2 separate regions of the Triticum aestivum genome follow, and region 2 is linked to region 1. The links are chromatin contacts, called in public Hi-C maps. All regions are on one chromosome and are shown on one strand. The core of a region is the stretch at or near the end of the contact, and the rest is flanking DNA. Distances in the headings are between cores, read along the strand shown. Region 1 holds the start of LOC123119529 (syntaxin-51). Region 2 holds the start of LOC123119532 (wall-associated receptor kinase-like 14).

Region 1 (2,784 bases), core at 76-2,575:
GGAGTTGCGCCTGATATTGGTCGCGGCCAAATTTTCCACACACAGCCTCACACAGTTCATCCCAGGAGAATGATTTTGCACCCATTTCCTGCAACTGCAGCCATCTAGCTATGTTGCCGGTGAAGTGCAGCGTAGCCACCCTCACCCACATGTCTCTATGAACTCCATAAACATCGAAATACTTCTCGCACTTAGATTTTCAGAATTGCGGGTTATCCCTGTCAAATTGCGGGAAATCAAGTTTGGGCAACGCCCAGTGAACATGCAACTGCTGGTGTGTGTCCCGCGTGTCATAATGCTGTTCTATGGGAGAAACACGACTCAACTCCAACCCACGAGGAACAGGCTGCTCAGATGGAAAAGAAAACGCACCCTTGACCGGAGGCGATTCCAGGGTGGTGACCACCCCGTGTACCAAGCCCCCGGGATTGCTGCTCTCGCCGTGGCCACTTGGCTCGTGGTGCCTCGGGTCGGCGTTTGGTGATGTAGCCGCCGCGCGCGCCACCGGATCCCCCGACGCCATCGCTGGATCGGCGAGGACGGGGTGGAGGGCGATTTTGCCCACCTGCGTACGAAGCTCGTCCAGTTGATGCTGAAGATTGGTCACGGCGGGGCGCCACAACTCCAGCAACTGCTGGATCGCGTCCAGCCGAGCGTCGTTGGCGGCTGACCCTCTTTGATCGAGGTAATCAGCGCGGCTAGTTGTTCCTCCATCGCCGCCGCCTTGAGGGCTTGCTTGGTGGCGTAACGCAGGCAGGGGTAAGCCGTCTCCAGATCTCTGACTTCTGATACCAACTGTAACGTACTCAATCTAGATCGGAAGGAGGAGGAGGGAGTTGGTAAGGGGAAAGGGGAAAAGGGGTGCCGAAGGAAGGAGAAGGACAGCTTCTCTCTTCCAGTCTGCCGGATACAATAATTCTCGATGCCCTTTGCGGAGCCAATCCTCACCTACTAATACTCACGCACTCTTGAGGCACGCAGGCCCACTCAGCAGCTACTCTTCGGGCCCAGCTGTCAGCACGCCCGTGTCATCCCGCTGGCGATTCTTCTCGGTTGGTGGGCCGGCGTCGTCAGCCTCCTCATCGTGGTCGGGCTTCACCTTGCCAGTCGTGACATCCCCCTAGCTTTCATGTTGGATTGCGTGATTTCGGTCATCCACCCATGTCCGTAAGCTTTCATGATGTGCGATGCATGGATAAAAATGGGAGATTTGGTGCAGTTGCCGTGACGGAAAGAAGTCCGAAATCGGCAATGGAATTGGCCGTCGAGTGGACCCCACCGGCGGAAGGGCCCGGTGGCAGATTAGGCGTGAGCTGGCCCAAAACTGATGTATGGGAGCCTGTCGTTTATATCCCTCTGAAGAATAGAAAAAGTCTGCATTTCTCCTGTTTCTCTCGCCCCCTTTCGCTGATCGCTGGGGCCTCACAATCAATCGGCTACTCCCCTCTCCTCTCGCGCGTGGCGAATTCCCCTCTCCCTCTCTCACGCTGCAGCGACCCCGGAGGCGACGTCGGCGGCCACAGCTTGCCGGTAAGATCCCCCCTCCTCCTCTTCCTTCTCCCACCCTTCTCTTAATTTCTAGGGTTCTGTTGTGTGCGCCGCGGCAGGTTCTTAGGGCGGGTGAGTTCGTGATTTTTCATGATGCGGCGGGCGAGAGAGTTGAAATTGAGAGGGATAGATGTATCAGGAGAGGGAGAGAGAATTAGAGATTCAGAGCTGAGAAATTGATAGTGGATTGATCTTTCCTTTTTGTTCCTGAATGGTATCATCTGTATAAGTAGGGGCTTAGGTCTTGTATTAGGAACTTATTAATGGACCAATTTGTAGAAAAACACACTCACCTTAAGTCAGCTTGCATGTTCTCTTCTGATTGGGCAAGAAAAAGGTTTCAGCTTCCATAAGGAATTAAGGATCCAAGGGAAACATACAAATCAACTTTGCGCAAGCAGCTGCAGTACCAAATCTGCATTAATTGACACGAATCGAGTTTGTACAAGGAGTTAGCGAAATTACGAGCCTGCTTGTTATCTGCTGAAACTTTGTTCTTGCCCAATCGCAGTTCATTGTTTGGGCTGTTCACTTCCAGGCACAATCACCTTATTTATAAAGGGTAATTTTGACGGCGCCACTAGTTGACTATGATGCACATGCATTTGCTAGCTTTTTAGCTTGCACACCCTTCTCAATCTACATGTTTCTGCATTTGCACCGTCTTCTGCTCTGCTGCAGACGAGGACTTCGTCCTCCTCCTATACTCCTGCTCCTGCATCTTATCTCTTGATGCTTGCAAATGGACAAACTTTGTGTGAATCTTTTCCCTTTCCAGTTTTCATGTCATTCATCGAACCATGTCGCAGCAAAGTTAAATATGAAAGGGGGTCTGAGGAAACCCATTTGTGGATAATTACACAACTTGCATAGTATAGTAATAAAGCAGAACCAGTTTGCTTCTGGGGGCTAATTTGATGGAACCAGTTTGCTAGCTTTTTAGCTTACACACCCTTCTCAATCTACATGTTTCTGCATTCGCCCCGTCTTCTGCTCTGCTGCCGAAGAGGACATCGTCCTCCTCCTATACTCCTGCTCCTGCATCGTATCTCTTGATGCTTGCAAATGGAGAAACTTTGTGTGGATCTTTTCCCTTTCCAGTTTTCATGTCATTCATGGAACCATGTCACAGCAAACTGACAATGAAAGGGGATTGAGAAAACCCATTTGTAGACAATTATGCAACTTGCATAGTAGGAGTAATAAAGAAGAACCAGTTTGCTTCTGGGGGCTATT
Region 2 (2,784 bases), core at 118-2,617, 280 kb before region 1:
GCATCATGTCGATCACTGAAGACTACCGATTTTTTTATTGATATGGTAGTTAGGACTTCGAGAAATTCCCATTAGGATCAAGTACTTGAGTATTTTTATTATTTTTGTAATAAATGAGTATTTGTTTCAAGTTTGCAATATTAATTCAGATGATGATGATGATGATGATCATGATGATGATGATGGTGATAATAATAATAATAATAATAATAATAATAATAATAATAATAATGTGTGAACTTGGACATCTGAGTAGCTCATGGAAAAGAAGACAAAATCGGTCCTAACAATGTGTGAACAATAAACTATTAATTCAGATGATGATGATGATGATGATGATGATGATGATGATGATAATAATAATAGTAATAATAATAATAATAATAATAATAATAATAATAATAATGTGTGAACTTGGACATCTGAGTAGCTCATGGAAAAGAAGACAAAATCGGTCCTAACAATGTGTGAACAATAAACTTTCTCATAAACCCTTTTTTCCTGAGACCTACCCAAATATCAAAACATCATCAAATTTGGCACGGACATCATGCACTCGAATATATTTCATGCCAACAAAATTCAGATTTTTTTTATTTTCTGGTATTTTTTAATTTTATTATTCACGCAAGGGAGTAGATGAGCTCAGGAGCTGAATTGCTGCTTCCTTGCTTATTGCAAACAATACTGAAAATCCTCATGTACCGAGCAGATAACAGGGTGTCGTCTAGCCATTTTTTTCCTCCCAAATATCATCCTTCATTAATAGCTACTCCTCAAAATAATTTAAACTAAAACCACGGCATGTTTTAGGAGCTAACTTTGCGTCAAGATCCATGCTGAAAATCCGACATCAATTAACGCATTCGACGGTCAGCTTTTAGTGATTCCGAAAAGAAAATGTGATCCTAGGGATGCCTTAGTCTTTTATAGGGAATTCTAGAAAGAACGTCATAAAAATATGTAGACTAATTTTTAGGGAATTCTAGTCTTTTCTTGTTTGTACATTTTTTTAATATTAATGAAAATTAACATAGAACAATGTTCTATGGTTTTTAGGTCAAAAAGAAATATGTAGACTACTCAAACCCGAATTAACCAACATTAATCGTCCACGATATGATCGATTTCAGCAGGCTCGCTCATAAGTCGCTTCTCAAAACAATCTTCGAACCACTTTTTTTTTGCGGGTAAATCTTCGAACCACTTGCCATGAGTGGTGAGCTGTCTCGAAAACAGAACGATCTTCGATATTCTTTTCCGTCTCTGTTACGAAGTTTTGGGTAATCGATGGGAATACGTAAATATTTGCATGGAGCCCACGACAGAGCAAAAAGATGTGTATATTCAAGATTATTTGCGTGCTAATAGTTGAAAATCAAGTTTCTGTTACTGATACAGTCAAAAGAGAATCGACTCTAAATATATTTTTTGGAAGAAGATATGAAGAAAATGCTAACAGTATTCATGACTGTTCTGCTTGACCATCTTGTCCCGACGAGTCGAGCTCACCTACAACCCATTCAAACAAGCAACTGCACCTACCAAAATCTCTCTCTATCTCTCTCTCCCTGAAATTGCAAGCTCGAGTTGGTACAAATCTCCAGGTACGTACGAGATGCGCCGTCTCGTCGTCCTGCTCCTTGCTGTCTTGCTTCCCCATGAAACCAGCTGCTCCGCCGCCGCAGCTTCCGGCGACCGGTGCAGCCGCCGGTGTGGCAGCACCACCGTTCCCTACCCTTTTGGCTTCTCCCTCGGCTGCCCCATCCCGCTGTTCTGCGACGCCAGCATATCCACGCCGATCCTCCCATACATAGGAGAGAACGGCACCACGTACCGCGTGATAGCCTTCAACTCCAACACCTCCACCGTCGTTGTCGGCCTCCCGCCGTCGTGCAGCCGCAGCGTCCCCGAGGCCAAGAGGGAGCTCTCCGGGGGCAACTACGGCGTGTCGTCTCGCACCGGTCTTTTCCTCCGCGGCGGCTGCAGCGGGATCAACGCGTCGGCCGGCGGCGGATGCAGCGTGCCCGTGGACGTCATGTCAAGGCTGCTCCGCACGGCGCAGTGCACCGGCCTCGGCAGCGACACCTCGCCCGCCGCTGTGGCGTGCGTCGCTTCCGCTCCGCCAAACTCCACCGCGGCGGTGCATGGCCAGTTTCTGCGGTGGGAGAAGGTCGAGAAGCAAAAGTGCGACGACGTGCTGACCTCCACGGTGTTCGTGCTCACGGCGGAGGGGACGGCTACGCTGGAGTTCGGCGTGGCCGAGCTCGGCTGGTGGCTCAACGGGACGTGCGGCGCCGGCGGGGGCGAGCGTTGCGCGGCGAACGCGTCGTGCACCGACGTAAAAACGCCTAGCGGGGAGTTGGGGCACCGGTGCGGGTGCGTGGCGGGGATGGAGGGCGACGGCTTCTTGGCCGGCGACGGATGCTACCTCGGTGAGTCTTGACTTCTTACCTGTGAATGCTTCCAAAAACTTCCGATATACAGGCCACAAGGATCAGGCCACGATATATCTCGCGTTCCATTACTGGGTGGGTCCCGGTGCCGCTGTGCGCCACGTCAACTGCACTCACAAGTCGTGCCTGCGATCAATCATGCGCGACATAATCCAATCTCATAGTTCACACTAGGCAACTCAAACTAGACGGCTACTCCACTTTCTTAAAAGATTTCAGACACGTTTTTTTTGCGGGTTGTCTAGTAATCTCTTCTTTGAAAAAATCTGTAAATCTTAATTATATTTGTTAAAGCATTTGGATTAAATCAAACAATCATCACGTACAT

What was found. A called contact is a pair of places that touch in the nucleus more often than the background predicts.
Region 2: a contact with region 1 is called in a Hi-C map of leaf, with 5 times the contacts expected there. The contact joins the promoter of LOC123119532 here to the promoter of LOC123119529 in region 1. A contact is called at or near these places in 2 of 5 Hi-C or Micro-C datasets (both in leaf).

Annotation. Positions count from the first base shown.
Region 1 is chr5D:72,773,377-72,776,160 of IWGSC CS RefSeq v2.1, reverse strand. LOC123119529 (syntaxin-51) reads left to right here and starts at 1,325. Exons shown (of 7, transcript XM_044539366.1): 1 at 1,325-1,530.
Region 2 is chr5D:73,056,985-73,059,768 of IWGSC CS RefSeq v2.1, reverse strand. LOC123119532 (wall-associated receptor kinase-like 14) reads left to right here and starts at 1,367. Exons shown (of 4, transcript XM_044539368.1): 1 at 1,367-2,435. The coding sequence starts at 1,619.